5 separate regions of the Mus musculus genome follow, and all the other regions are linked to region 4. Evidence: chromatin contacts called from public HiChIP or PLAC-seq, capture Hi-C and promoter capture Hi-C data. All regions are on one chromosome and are shown on one strand. The core of a region is the stretch at or near the end of the contact, and the rest is flanking DNA. Distances in the headings are between cores, read along the strand shown. Region 1 holds the start of Cabp7 (calcium binding protein 7). Region 2 holds the start of Zmat5 (zinc finger, matrin type 5). Region 3 holds the start of Selenom (selenoprotein M). Region 4 holds the start of Sf3a1 (splicing factor 3a, subunit 1). Region 5 overlaps Ascc2 (activating signal cointegrator 1 complex subunit 2).

The links. Promoter capture Hi-C pulls out the DNA fragments that hold promoters and counts their contacts. HiChIP or PLAC-seq counts read pairs in DNA pulled down with a chosen protein or histone mark. Capture Hi-C pulls out chosen DNA fragments and counts their contacts.
Region 1: a capture Hi-C map of embryonic stem cells shows a contact between it and region 4, with 7 times the contacts expected there. The contact joins the promoter of Cabp7 here to the promoter of Sf3a1 in region 4. A contact is called at or near these places in 2 of 39 promoter capture datasets (hippocampal neurons and liver), 4 of 115 datasets of contacts at active chromatin or transcription factors (embryonic forebrain, embryonic midbrain, embryonic stem cells and 1 more) and 1 of 9 other capture datasets (embryonic stem cells).
Region 2: a promoter capture Hi-C map of embryonic stem cells shows a contact between it and region 4, with 3 times the contacts expected there. The contact joins the promoter of Zmat5 here to the promoter of Sf3a1 in region 4. A contact is called at or near these places in 6 of 39 promoter capture datasets (embryonic stem cells, erythroid cells, hematopoietic stem and progenitor cells and 2 more), 2 of 484 Hi-C or Micro-C datasets (B cells and embryonic stem cells), 10 of 115 datasets of contacts at active chromatin or transcription factors (the NIH/3T3 cell line, the SCID.adh cell line, astrocytes and 4 more) and 3 of 9 other capture datasets (adipose tissue, liver and macrophages).
Region 3: a contact with region 4 is called in a promoter capture Hi-C map of stem cell-derived epiblast-like cells, with 4 times the contacts expected there. The contact joins the promoter of Selenom here to the promoter of Sf3a1 in region 4. A contact is called at or near these places in 8 of 39 promoter capture datasets (the 3T3-L1 cell line, the C10 cell line, cranial neural crest and 5 more) and 1 of 115 datasets of contacts at active chromatin or transcription factors (pancreatic cancer cells).
Region 5: an H3K4me3 HiChIP or PLAC-seq map of bone marrow-derived macrophages shows a contact between it and region 4, with 4 times the contacts expected there. The contact joins the enhancer-like site here to the promoter of Sf3a1 in region 4. A contact is called at or near these places in 4 of 115 datasets of contacts at active chromatin or transcription factors (bone marrow-derived macrophages, embryonic stem cells, neural tube and 1 more) and 1 of 9 other capture datasets (embryonic stem cells).

What each region holds. Positions count from the first base shown.
Region 1 is chr11:4,745,827-4,748,526 of GRCm38.p6, forward strand. It overlaps Cabp7 (calcium binding protein 7), which reads right to left and starts at 1,353. Exons shown (of 5, transcript NM_138948.4): 1 at 793-1,353. The coding sequence starts at 901. It overlaps Gm35102 (a long non-coding RNA gene), which reads left to right. Exons shown (of 4, transcript XR_003949631.1): 1 at 1-752; 2 at 1,492-1,659; 3 at 1,946-1,998; 4 at 2,103-2,700.
Region 2 is chr11:4,703,219-4,705,918 of GRCm38.p6, forward strand. It overlaps Zmat5 (zinc finger, matrin type 5), which reads left to right and starts at 1,438. Exons shown (of 6, transcript NM_026015.3): 1 at 1,438-1,503. Uqcr10 (ubiquinol-cytochrome c reductase, complex III subunit X) reads right to left here and starts at 1,126. Exons shown (of 2, transcript NM_197979.3): 1 at 939-1,126. The coding sequence starts at 1,088.
Region 3 is chr11:3,513,249-3,515,948 of GRCm38.p6, forward strand. Selenom (selenoprotein M) reads left to right here and starts at 1,436. Exons shown (of 5, transcript NM_053267.3): 1 at 1,436-1,825. The coding sequence starts at 1,697.
Region 4 is chr11:4,159,068-4,161,767 of GRCm38.p6, forward strand. Sf3a1 (splicing factor 3a, subunit 1) reads left to right here and starts at 1,287. Exons shown (of 16, transcript NM_026175.5): 1 at 1,287-1,483; 2 at 1,979-2,100. The coding sequence starts at 1,421. Ccdc157 (coiled-coil domain containing 157) reads right to left here and starts at 1,226. Exons shown (of 12, transcript NM_001164620.1): 1 at 1,092-1,226.
Region 5 is chr11:4,673,415-4,676,114 of GRCm38.p6, forward strand. Ascc2 (activating signal cointegrator 1 complex subunit 2) reads left to right here. Exons shown (of 20, transcript NM_029291.2): 15 at 1-33. Among named protein-coding and RNA genes, the nearest start is that of Gm51883, 26 kb to the right of the region's middle. Within about 2 kb of position 1,372, at least 62 of the 459 cell types and tissues checked have an H3K27ac peak or open chromatin away from gene starts, as enhancers often do. A contact at or near this core is called in bone marrow-derived macrophages, where this site is marked.

The DNA.
Region 1 (2,700 bases), core at 103-2,602, 590 kb after region 4:
TCAGCAGAGAAAAAGCTAGGAAGGCCCCAGGGGTCTCACTGCGCCCCAGGACACTCAATCCAGGAACCCCAGCCTCGGCCTGCTGCTCTGATCTTCAATAGCCAACTGCCTGCGTGCGGTCCCTATTCCCGAAAGGCACGGGGACTAGGGTCGGGGGGAGGTTTAGGTTCCGGCCTCTGCCTTTCCTTCCAGGCTTTTGCTATCGCGACCGAGCCTCCCAATCCGGCCACTTGTTGTCGCCAACGCCTCCCAGCTGCCTCGGCAGCGCACGGGTGGGGGGTCCCTCGCAGGGCCGCAGAAGGGGATGGGGGTAGCCCTGCACCCAGCAAGAGCGGGGCAGTCGCCCTCTCTCCCCTTCTCCCACTGCCGGAGCAGATTGGATTCTCAACGCGACACGAGCGGAATGTCAATAGGAGCGCAGAGCCACGGGCGGGCGCCGCGGAAGGGATCAGGATGCGGACGCTCCGGTGGCGGGCGCGGGGGGCAACAGCTCGGACTCTCCACTTCAGCCCCCGCCGCCTTGCCGCACCGTCACCGCCGGCCACGCGGCCCAGTGACCCCGCTGCGGGGCCCCGCAAGTTTCCGCAGCGCTGGGGGCCACGCGGGCAGGGGCCGGGCTGCTCCTGCGCCGCGGCGACCCCCACCGCGGCGCCCGGGGCCACCCGGCCGTCCCGCCTCCCGCGTAGCCGCTCATCCGAGTCGCGCAGCAGGGTCCCGGGCTCCCCGGGCCAGCGCGGCACCAGGGCGCACAGGTAGGAGGGCTCGTGGCAGGGGTCCCGGCAGGGCACTCACCCTCTAGCTCGTCCTCAGGGATATCCACCGGGCGCTGCTCCGACAGCAGGTTGGGCACGGTGTAGATGCCCCGGTACATCAACGCCGCCGTCACCGGGTGGAACGGCATCTTGGAGGCTCCGCGCCCGCCCGCCCGCCGCAAACTTTGAGGCCGGGGCTCATGGGCCGCCGGCGGCCCCGGGGGCGGCTGGAGCGGGCGGTGCGCGCGGTGCGGCGCGCAGTGGCGGCGGCGAGGCAATGGGCACCCGTCCGGGACCTAGCGCCCCTGCGCCCCGGGCTGTCGGGCCATGCCGCCGGCTCCTTCGTTGGGATCCCGGCCGGGGGCTCGCAGGGATGGCGGGGGCGGCGCCGCTCCGGCCTCTTGGCTCGGACCGCTGCGCGCTGCGCTCCCTCCGCGCGCTCCGCGTTGCTCGCCGCCCGCTCGTCCGCTCGCTGGTGCGGCTGCCCGACCCGCCGCTCCGGCTCCCGCCGCTGCCGCCACCGCCGCCGCCGCCACCGCCGCCGCCGCCACCGCCGCCGCCGCCGCCGCCTGCACTCCTCACTCGCTCGCTCGCTTGCTCTGTGCGGCGCTCGCCGCGCTCCCGCCTCCCCCGCCCGCCCCTCCCGCCCCCGCCCCTTCCCGCTGCCGGCCCCTGAGCGGCCACCCCAAGCCCTCCCGGGCGCCTTCTCTGGTTCTCCCCGACTCTGCTTTTCCCCCAGTCTGCTTCGGATTGCTGTCTCCCGCACCCCACGTTAGCAGCCAGCAGGACCCGGGTGGTGTGGACCAGGGGTGGAGCCGTTCCTTGTACCCCCTATCCCACCTGCCTCCACTAACCCTCCCCCAGCGAGAGCGGAGAGCTGAGAACTAACGACTAGAGACCCAGAAAGGTGAGGTTGCTCCAGGCGCGAGGGTCCTCAGGACCAGTAATCCTCAAGTTGGTGCCAGGAGAGGCTCCAAGGTGGGGAAACTGAGGCTTAGAAAAGGACATTGGCCAAGGTCACCAGGCAGGGCCAGCAGGCAGAGGCCAAGCACAGATCTGCAGGAGACTCCGCTGGCCTGTGGCTGACACCAGCAGTTGACTTGATCCCACAAAGGGCTGTTGTCCTGGCTCCTTCCTGAGCCCTTGCCTCTCAGTTTGCAGAGCAGGAGCCAAGGTCTGTCTCATGTCCCCAGGGGCCATGAGGAGGAGGCAGACGACCCAGAGCCTGTTGGTCACATGGCTGCAGGTTAGACCTTCCTCCGGTCCTTAGCATGTGTTCTATGGGGGTGGGGGTAGGTGTCTGGAGGGGGGGGCAGCATGTGCATGCGTTTCTCTTCATCTTTCGTTCAGGACACTGTGAAGATACGTTTTCAAACCCACTTGCAGATGAGAGTGTTTGAACTGTGCACGGCCACCTACATGTGAGCTGTGAGCTGGCAGCGAAGGGCAGAAGCCCGGAAGCAGGTGTGGGCAGGTGCGAAGGCCCTTGGGCTGGGAGTGCTATGCGTATCCGAGCACAGATGTGTGTGTCTCCGTGTACAATTATGGGATCTGGTGAGCCCCTGGCCTGGGTGGGCCTCAGCTGGCCTCAGTCTCATTCCTGGAACCCTCATCTGAACTATCTCCCTGCCCCCTTGGGTCCAATCAGCCAAAGGCCCCAGCAGGAAAGCTGATTGCCACAGCCTGGCCATGCCCTTCCCTGGCTGATTACATTTTTCTGCTTGTTTCTGCTTTTGTCGCTGATTAATCATAGCCCTGTCTTGGCGCCGGGAGAGAGGGGCTCAGTGAGAGACAACACCCCCAGCCACCCTGGGCCAAGGCAGGCCTGAACCTTTAGGACTTGTCTAGGGCTCTGGGTTTCTCATAGGCATGTGAAACCTGTAGAGAAGCCAGACAAACCCTGGCTCCCATCTGAATGTCTGTTCCAGGCTTCTGGCCAGTTGCTATC
Region 2 (2,700 bases), core at 188-2,687, 540 kb after region 4:
AAAATTAAAACAACAAAATTTAAAAACAAACCAAAAGAGGTAAGAAAGGAAGGAAGGCAAGAAGGAAGGCCACTCAGTGAAGGAGCTGGTCGGTGGTGGCTCAGGCCTACAATCCCAACACTCAGGTGGCAGAGGCAGGAGGGTGAGTCTAAGGCCAAGCCTTGTCTACCATCTAGCTCCGGGACAGCAATAGCTACACAGAGAAACCCTGTCTCGAGAAAAAGAAACCAGTCGATGAACATGCTGGCCATCAGTAACATACCTTCCCCAATACTCTCACAACCTTTGACATAAAACATGCACAGAGTGTGGGACAGTTAAGTCAAAGAGGGCTCGCCATTTCCTACTTTATATTCATCCCCACATTTTCCCAGGATGCTATCTTTCAGTGGTATCATTAAGTATGAACGGTAGCACCTCATCTGTATCCCAGGATCTTTGATCCACTATGACCTTTATTCAATACCACGGTTAAGTGCTTTAAGTCCAGTATTGCCAGTTAGGGCTTGAGGTTTCATAGTCTTCACGTTTAATCCAAAGAGCCTACGTGGGCGGCCTTCGGAACTGAAACATCAATTTTAAAAGGTCAGCCACATGGTCTAAGGAGACCTACTTTTAACGACTGCCTTGCTGAAATCTGCCCTTGAAACTAGCAAGGACGGCAGGGGTCGGAGTTCCAACTCACCACCGACTTAATGGAGTGGTTCAGACCCGTAAGTCCTCTGATGTCTCAGGAGTCAGGAGTTAGCTTTCGCAAATGAATATGTGGAACTGTGTGACAGGACATACCAATTAGGCCTCGCACCATGTCAAGAGAAATAGATGTATTAACGGGCACAGTTCACCCCAGACCTGGTAAGACTTGATTGAGTTCCGTCCTACCTCCCTCCCAGTCACCCTTCAGGCGGGCCCAAGGTCAGGATGGCCCAGGCCCTCACCCCCTCGTTGATGTGCTCGTAGATCGCGTCTGCGCCCTGATCGAAGGCTCGCTCGAAGAACAGGGCGCCCACTGCGATGGTGAGGGCAAAGGTGGAAGTTCTGCGGAACAGCAAGGAGTACAGGCGCGAAGGGATCGTCGGCGACGACATGTTGCCTCACTGCCGAACTCGCGCCACTGCGCTTGCGTAGAACCCAATGTCTTGCTCCAAAAGTTTCAACGCGCCCTGCTTTATGGGAATTGTAGTTTCTCTGTATCTCAGAGTCGACATTTTGAACCATTAAAGAAACTGATAATGTGCACAGGGTAACAGTTTATTACAATGTTCATATTCCACACAACCAAAATTTGATAAGACTTATTTCTCAGTTTTTCTCCTCAACCATTTCCTGCGTTTGGCTATTTTGAACTACAAGTCCCGAAAGCCCCTTAGCTTACCCATCTTCCCCAGTGCTGTCTCGCCTTCGTATTCCGCCTTCTCGGTACCTTAGGAAGGACTACAAATCCCAGCGAGCAGAGCGCAACGCGAGGACTCAAGAGGAGGAGCCCGGAACCAGGTATCTTTGGTGAGACATCCGCGTCCAAGTTTTAGGCTCTTTTCCCAATCAGAAGAGTAGGCATTTCATTCTAAGTCCGCGCTATCCGCTTTTTCTGGCATGGGGAGTGAATACAGAGGCAGGGAACCTGAGTTTCTGTGGCTGCATCTCGACTCTCTGCCTAACGTCCTTTGAACCTACTCCAGATGTAGGTTTGGGGGTGGCAAAAGTCGGGTCCTGCAGTTCTAACTCTTAAGCCACGTCTCAGGGGGGAAAGTGGCTTTGCACTTGCTTCCTGTTCTCCAGAGCGTAGGCTTTAAAGCCAAGAACCCCGGCTTCGGAGATGGGTGACCTGGTTGTAAAAGGCACCGTACTTTTCTGAGTATCCCCTCGGGGTCTTGAGATGATCCCCAGTAAAAGAAAGGTTCCCAGCTCTCCTGGAGCGCTCTGGCCGTGGTGCGTGGGCGATGGGGAAGCCCAGCACTTCTGGAAACTAATACTTTGTAAAAGAGAAAACCCAAATGCTTGGACGGATTGCTTGCTCTTTAAACCTGAGTAGCCGCTTAATGGAGGACTGAATATATTGTAGCAGGGTAAACAGGATAATGTTTCTAGAGGCAACTGCACTGCTGGGGTGCTTGAGAAAGTGTAGAGTGGCCTCTAATGAGTAGGTGGCCTGAAGTCATCTCTAGTCTGGCCTTGAATCCCGTCCTGGGTAAGGAGTCATTCTTTTCCTAATTGCACTAGGGAGTCACTGAATGGGTTTAAGCTGGAATGCTTTGAGGTCTATTTACATTTTAATGTTATCGTTCTGACTTCTTGCTAGAGCAAAAACTGAAGAGAAGAAATTGCAGAGGTAGGTAATTTAGAGTAGAGAGGTTTAGAATAATGGTCAGATTTGAGATGCATTTTGGTAGGTAGGATAGACAGAGCAAGCTAGCAGAAGTGTGCAAGAAAGGTAGAATTAAGAGGTGGGCTCGGTTGTGGGTGCCTTTAGTCTCAGCACTCCAGATGCAGGTGGGTCTCAGAGTTCAAGACCAGCCTGGTTTACAAATTCCAGGACAACCAGGGCTACACAAAGAAACCCTGTCCTGAAAAACCAAACCAAACCAAGAAACAAAAATAGGAATTAACATCTAGAGATAAATTAAGATTTGACTACAGAGACTAAATGGTTTGTGTTTGTTTGTATGGAGAAAAGGTTTTACACTTGCTCTGGCTTGCCTG
Region 3 (2,700 bases), core at 186-2,685, 650 kb before region 4:
CATGCGACGGTCAGAGGACAATCTGTGGGAGTCTCTTCTTTCCTTTTGTCATGGGTTCTGGGACTTGAACTTAGGGCATCAGACTTGGCAGCAAGTGCCTATAGTCATGGAACTATCTGCTGATGGTTCTCCCCGCCCCATTTTTAATGCGCATTTTAAAAGTGGTGGAATAAGCCCAGAAAGGTAAAAATACCTTGGATCACAAGCAGCGTTGGCTCAGTGTTGACAAGGTTCTCTGAATCCTGTGGGAAAGGGCACAGCGTGTTCTTGCTGTCTGCCAGGGATTGGTTCCAGGGCACACTTCCATACCAAAACTCGAAATATGAGGATGCTCAAATCCATAGATAAAATGGCTTAGTATTTTCCTAAAGCCCGTGTGGCCTGATCTTGTACTTTCTATCATTTCTAGATAATTTATAACACCTAATACAATACAGATGCTATAAATAGTTGTAATGCTCTATTGGTTGGAATAACAACAAGAAAAGAGTCTGTACATGTTCAGTACAGAGGCAGTTTTTACTTCCTAATATTTCCAACTTGAGACTGGTTAAATCCAGGGTGACAAAAAACTGATTGTACTTGCTGTGTCTGCTGAAGGCATGAGGACATGGAGTGCCACCTGTTTCCTCCTTGGTCCAGGGAGATGATCCACAGAGGTGTTTGGGGCTCAAATCCAGATCTATGAATTGGCCTATTTTACATTTCTGAAACAGTTCCTAATCTGCAAAACGGAGTTCATTGCTGGAGGGGGCCGTTGTGATGAGGAAGGGGAAGAGCTAATAATGGAAGGTAACACAGCCAGAGTCTGTCCTAATCACCCTGCCCTCAGGAGGTTGAGTGAAGAGTATTGCTTTGAGTTCAAGGACAGTAGGAGATTGGTGTGTACCATCTCTGACCAGATACTGTTCTAATGAGATGCATTGTGTATATTAACCCTCCCAGCCTTTTCTAGGTAAAAAAGGATAGGTAGTATTCCTTTGTAAGAATTTATATTTATTATTATTATTATATGTGTGTGTGCACCGCGTGTGCCTGTACAGGCACGGACATGCCATGGTGAGCGGTTGGGGACGCCTGTGGAGGACAGAGCACAACTTGTGGGAATTGCTGTTTTTCTTTCACTTTTTTTTAGGTTTCAGGGATAAAACTCAGGAGTCAGGCTGTCATAACAAGCGCTTTTACCCTCTGAGCTTTCTTGAGCGGGGCGTAGGTAATGGTCCTCGCTTACAACGTGTGCTTTGGGGAATTGAAGCTTTGATCGGAATTTCGTTCAAAGACATCAAAAGCGTATAAAGGAGATCTCCTAGGTTCCTGCTTCCTTATCTTAACTCTCTGACCCAGAAATCCTTGTGTCCATCTGCGAACCTCCTGCGCCCTCTGGTGACGCGAAGTAGTGCTGTCTCCTGGCATCCTGCGGGAGCGTTTCACACTTAGTGGGCAAATGCAATATGGAGATTGTGAGAACTGGGAACATGAAGTCTGGAGGACCAGAGAGTAGCTGAGACAGGGATGGGGGTTAGTGGGAGGCAACCACCCGATTTGGGTGGGATGTCAGTGGGGCTGTTTCTAGCTCTGGGGGCGTGGTTTATGGCTGGGCGGAGCTTTTGGCTTGGGCGGGGCCAGCTTGCGGGCCAGACGTGGCGCAGCGGCCGAGTTTGGGTGCAGCCTGCGGAACGTCTCCTGCCAGGCACAGATGAGCATCCTACTGTCGCCGCCGTCGCTGCTGCTGCTTCTTGCAGCCCTTGTGGCTCCAGCCACCTCCACCACCAACTACCGACCGGATTGGAACCGTCTTCGAGGCCTGGCCAGGGGGCGGGTGGAGGTGAGTGCGCCTTTTCCCAACCTTAGTACGACAGTTCCACAACCTTGCTGCCCCTTATCCCAAGAATATAGTCCGGCCTCAGGAATACCAGAATTCCCGAAACACCCCCCCCCCCTTTCCCTCCTGCACGGCCCGGGAATCATTCCTTTTATTTCCCAGCCGCATGATGAACAGCATCTACTGTGGAAGTAAGAAGTCTCGTCCTTGTGGCCTGGCACTCTGAACCCTTGCCTCTGCTCCAGGCTTGGCCCTACCGTGGGTCTCTGGCTATAATTTTTTGAAAACTGGCCCCTTAGAACCCACCTTCTCTAAGGATAACCTCACCTTTCCCCATTATTTCTCCCCCCACCCAGACTTAGTGCCTGGCATTCCAGAATCTCTTTTCTTCTGGTGGGGAGAAAAGACCTAAGCTCCTCCCCTCACTGTACTCTGCTGGAGCTGGAGGAGAGGATAGGGAAATGAGATACCAACAGTCCACAGCCACCCTGGACCACCACCACCTGCCGGCCAAAGGACTCCCCTGGAGTCTTCCTAAGTGATTCCTATGTTTGCAGACTCTTCATGGGCCTTAGCTGGTTTATTTTTAATTTAAAAAAAAATTAACAAAAGGAAGTGTAAGGGAGGCCTGAAATAGGGAGGTCTGGACTTCCTGTTGGGCTGCGGCCTCCCATCAGGAATAGAGAAGGACCATCCATACTCCCAAGTTAGGGAAGATCAGCCAGATGGTTCCTGAAGCTGAACCACAGGTGGCTGGCAGGGCTGCCTCTGCATGGGGTGGGGTAGGGACCAGATGGCAGGTGCCTCTAACAGGGCCCTTAGGGTAGTTCTGAGCTGTTCCCTTCTAGTCTGACTTTCGTCTCAAGGGCCAAAGGCCA
Region 4 (2,700 bases), core at 37-2,536:
TAACTTTTATTCCAATGTCTGGGATCCACACATGATCTTTTGGGGATCCTCTAAAGGGCTGGCATCACTTCTCCAGCTCTGCCCTCTGAAGCACTCTAGGCTCTGCTTGACTCCAGCCAACTGCTGCTGCTGTTCCTGGTTATCATCTTATCGTACTGGCATCTCCAATACACTGGGGTCTACCACTGCAACTAGGCTTCACCAAGAGCCTCTCATAGGCTCTCTTCATGGGGCAAGCCTCAACTCCTTTGCATGACCCCTTCAGTCCTGGGCCATCAACTGTAACTGTAACTGCACCTTCACCAATGGCCTTCCCTGGCCTCTCACGGTGCCAAGCCTCAGCTGCTCTTCATGACACCTTCATGCCTTCAAACTAATACTGCCTGGGTAACTCTTACACACTGCCAAGTACAGCTGCAGCAACAACCATGGCTATCTCTGGAACACAGCTTCTTTGTGCTCTCAGAAAACACTTCCCAGAAGATTTCACCTCAGTGATGCTGGTCTCGTCTTAATCACTAATTTCTTAGCTCCAGCTAACCAGCATCAACTGTCCCAGCAATCCCTTCTACTCTAGACTCTAAAGCCAGAGCCACACAGCCAAATTCTGCTTCCTGTGGCTGGAACCTGATCCCCTTTATTATCTTACCAGCTTTCTGTTTTTCAACTCCCTCACTGCCTAAGCTTGGCTATCCTGAAACTTGCTCAGGAAATTGACTTTGAACTCAGAGATCTGCATGGCTTTGTCTCTTGGGATTAAAGATATGTACCACTACGCCTGAATTATGCTTTTCTTCATCTAGAACTTGCTCTGTCCCAGGCTGGCCTTGAACTCAGATCTGCTTCGTTTTTTGTCTCCTGGAATTAAAGGTGTTAGCACCATGTCCTGGACTCTGTAAGGAGGGATGCAGAGGAGGTGGTGCTGAACCAAAAAATGGGGCTAAAGGTGTAGTAAGTGGGACTCTATGGCATCTTCAAAATGCCAGGCCAAACAGGAAAGAAACAGGGGCGAGGGGTGGGGCGCTGAGGGGGCGAGGAACCGGCCAGAGTCAGGAGGGAAGTTCAGAGTCAGAGGATGTGGAATGGCTTACCTGTCTCCGGCGTCGCAGCCTCAGCTCTGTGTCTGTCTGGCTCACAGAACTTCCTCCAGAGCGTCTGAGGCTCCGAGAATGCCTCGCAACTCTAAGTTGGGAGCCCAGGCCGCTGCCTTGGCAACGGCGTACCGCGCCACGGAGCAGGCGGGGCGGGGCTGGAAGTGCGAAACGGCGAGAGGGCGGGACCGGAAGTGCTCCCGCGGCTTCTCTCTCTGGGTCGCCGCCATCTTGTCATTGAGTTGGATACTTCGTGTGGTGATCTTTAATCTTGTCGTCGCACCGGTTGTCGCCACCGAGGTGGACTGGCAGCCCTGAGCGTCGCAGTCATGCAGGCCGGACCCGTGCAGGCGGTACCCCCGCCGCCGCCAGTAGCCACTGAGTCCAAACAGGTATCGTGCCCCGCGCTCCCTGCCTGCAGGCCTGCTGGAGGCCTCGTTCCTCCCCTCCGCGCGGGCGCTGTGGCACTGCTGCTGGAAGCTCAGGCCACCCCGAAGGACATGGAGGGACTGCAAGTCCCAGGAGTCAGCGCGCTGAGTTGCCTTCTGGTCTCGAAAAAGATATCCCTAGAACCGGACTTTTCAAAACCAGCATGCGGACCTGCACCCCCGGCTTCCTCTGGGGTCTTATGTGAACCACGAAGCCTCCATTCAAAAAGAGGAGAGCTAAGCAAATCATTCTTTCCCCTAGATTAGGAATGGCTGCGTAAATACAGTATGGCTAAGGAAACTTGCCCTGTTTTGTTTTTAACTGCGTCCTCGGATGCTAACCCAAGAGAGTCTGCAGTCTACAGGACAGACGTTCCTGTCAGTATCATGGAGCGTTTATGATAGCCTAATCCGAGCCGGGGACTTGAAGCCCTTACTACCTTTTCTCTGTTTTCACAGCCAATTGAAGAAGAAGCATCGTCAAAGGAGGATCCCACCCCTTCCAAGCCAGTGGTCGGCATTATTTACCCTCCCCCGGAGGTCAGGAACATCGTCGACAAGACTGCCAGTTTTGTGGCCAGGTAACAGCTGCTTCTGCACAGAGGGAACTTGTAGTATAAAGGTCTTTTAAAGCAGCACAGGGGCATCATGGGGAGTTCTAGAGGCTCTGGCTTAGACTCCTTACTTCTTCCAAAACCACAGGAGAGCAATGAGGTAGGTGATAGATAGGACTGGTATGGTTGACATACCACAACAGTAATCGCAGTGAAAGCCATGCCTAGCTGTGTAGTCACTAGGAGTTTCTGCTTCCAAAACAAGTCTGTGGAAATTCCTGGTAGCTTCTTTGTGGCTGCTGATGTGCATATGCTGTGTTAACCTGAAGAAAGAAAAAGAAGAGTTGATTATTCTCATTGTGAAAGGACGACTTTCCCAGAGCCTCAGCTGAATCCAGAGCAAGCTGTTCAGCATGTTAGCTAGTTTCCAGGCAAGGTGAACATTGGTCAGGATTCCTCAACCTCCTCATCCCACATACTTCTGCACCCTTGGATGGAATCTTCTAAGGGCCACTTGACTTCCAACGGTCAACACATCTCCTGGCTTAGGGCACTTATAGAGTATTCTTTTGGCAGCCAGCATCATTATCCAGTCTGCAGATGTTTAGTTTGTCCTTAGAATCCTTA
Region 5 (2,700 bases), core at 122-2,621, 510 kb after region 4:
GGTGGACCTGAGCCGAGTGCACAAGGGCAGGAGGTAAGCGTGGCAGGACATGGGCCCTGCCGTCTAGTTGTGGAGGCAGATAGGGGAAGAAGGCCCTTGACAGGACAAGCAGTGTGTCTTCCTCCTGGAGAATGCCACCACTCTCTTTTCTAATTTCTTTCTATTTTCTTTGTATGGCTGCTTTCCCTACATGGATGTGCCCATAGATGCACCCAGACAAGTGCCTAGGACTGGAGTTACAGACAGTTGTGAGCTGCCATGTGGGTGCTGTGAACCAAACCTGGGTCCTCAGCAAGAGCAGCAAGTGTGCTTAACTGCTGAGCCATCTCTTCAGCACTGCAGGGGCCCCCTGAAGCCTGTCCCTGTACACTACTGCCAGCCTACAAGAGCAGGTTCTTAACAATGTTCTCTAGGTCCAGCTGTGTGGGGGCAACTCTTAGTGATATCTCCTTGTGGTAAAGGCCAGAGGGCCAAATCTGTCCCTTGTCCCTCTTATCCTTTGATATGTGGCCTGTCGACTCTGTGGGTGGAGAACTGGACAGTGCTGCAGGTTGTGACAAAACAAGAAAATTAAGCCATGTAAGTTTTTTCCAAAGATGAAAAAATTCTGTTTTAAGGCTTTCTTTCTTTGTAACTTAGCTCCTTCCTACTCTCTCAGCATGGAAAAGTCCATTCATGACCTATTCATTACGTCACCAAATACTTGCCTAGTGCTTATTGCCCTGGGTTAATTTAGAACTCTAGCTGTAGTAGAGAGCAAAGCAGACACTGCCTGCGTCCATGTGAAACTTGCATTGTTCAGCTCACCAAACAAGCATTACAGTGGGCAGCCTCCGGGGCTCCTGCTAGAGGTGTCAGCCTAGAAGGGAAGGCTCCTCTGAGAAAAGGACAGAGGGCTGAAAGATGTGTCAAGGTGGCTCTGCACACCAGGAGGGAAACTTCCCAGGCTGAGTGAACAACAGGGACAGTGGCTTCAGGGCCAATGTGAGCATGGTAAAGATGCCATGAGCTCATTAGTGTTACATTTTATAAAGGTCGCCCAGGCTGGGCACGGTCACTCCTGCCTCCAGTTCAGCCCCTAAGGAGAGCTTTCATGGCTGCATAGTGAGTTCCATCTCAATCTAAGTGAGACCTTATCTCAAAAAGGAATAAATCAAGTACTGGGCTTTGGAACTCTTTTTCCTGGGAAGAAACTGATGCCAAGAGTTCTGCTCAAGTGCAGCCTGTGCTGTCCCCCAGCATAGTGTTAGAGGCAACAGTGCAGAAAGAAAGGGAGGAAGTCAGCTGTCAGTCTTGTGCCCTAGGGCTGTGTGCTGCCTGAAGCCTGTGGCTGAGGGCTCAGCAGACCCAGGGCAACTCTGAAGCCATCTGGCTTGCTGGACAGGAAGCCCTGGCACATTGCTTAGTCACTCCTATTGTGACACCCCTGGATCCTCCCCACCCCCAGCAGATCCCTCTTGGTGGCTGTTGTGTGGAAAGTCAAACAGGGTCTCCAAGACCAGCAGAAGGCACAGGGAGACTGATCGGTCTGTTCCCCCACATTACTTAGCATCTCTGAACACAGGTTTTCCATTTGACATTCATCCTTAGATCCACCTCAGTCACTGCTCATCCTCGCCCAATTGTAGGTCACCTCCGAGCGCTTGCGAGTGGGTTGCTCTCAGCTGCCGGGGTCATGAGAAGGGCTGAAGCAGCCAGGTGTCCTGAATGCTGTGTCCTAATCCTGTGGCCCTCTGGCTGCCAGCAGAGCCTGGATGATGGGTGTTTACCAGTCCCACTCTGCTGGGCAGCCCAGGGGCAAGGATTGTAAAGAGGCAAAACCTTCGTTCATGTGTTCAGTATTTATCCACTCAGCAAATATTTATTAAGTGCTTTACTAGCACGAGATCCTGCTGAGGCACCAGGAAACCAAGGTGAGCAGGGCACCCTGGCTTTGCCAACAAAGGGCAGAGACCGTGGGAAAGACAGATCATCAAATAAGCAGGTGCACTTGAAGTTCAACAGGGACATCTGTCTTGGTCAGGGCAAGGTAGAAGGGCGAGGGCCCTGCACTCAGGTAGCAGGTGGAGACTGAAGTAGCACAAAGGCACACCTGTGTACATATGCACTGACTGTTGAATGCGCTTGACAGCGTTGGTAACAAGTGGGTCTGGACTGTCCCTACACACAGAGCTAAAGAGGGGCAGAGGTGAGGCTTGCTCACCCGTGGTTCTTCATTGGTAACAAGCACAAGGTGGATCTTTTCTCTGTTCTGGGACTCTAGCTTGGGGGCTCTTAGGGGGAGGTTTGGGGGTTCGGTTACTTTGACTCTGCCTACTAGAAACCATAATGCCAAGGGGGAGTCCAGATGGACACTCTTATCTCTTTTATCTTTTGTTTGTTTTTTGGAGATGCTAGGGATCAAAGCCAGGGCCTTGCACATGCCAAGCCAGTGCTTTCCCAGTGCGCCACCTCTCCAGCCCTGATCTCTTATGGAGACTAGCAGACCTTGCCCAGAAGCTTCCTGTCTTCTCATGTGTCATCAACAGGACTGCGCCAGCCTTTGGCCCTCTGAGATGGAGTGCAAAAGTGGATGATCTAAGCCTGAGTCTCAGCAACTGGGCCTGGCTCGTAGTCCCAGCACACGGGAGACTTTAGAGCTTGAGGCCAGCCTGGGCTGCATCGTAAGGTCTTGTTTCAAAATAAGCCAATAATAACAAC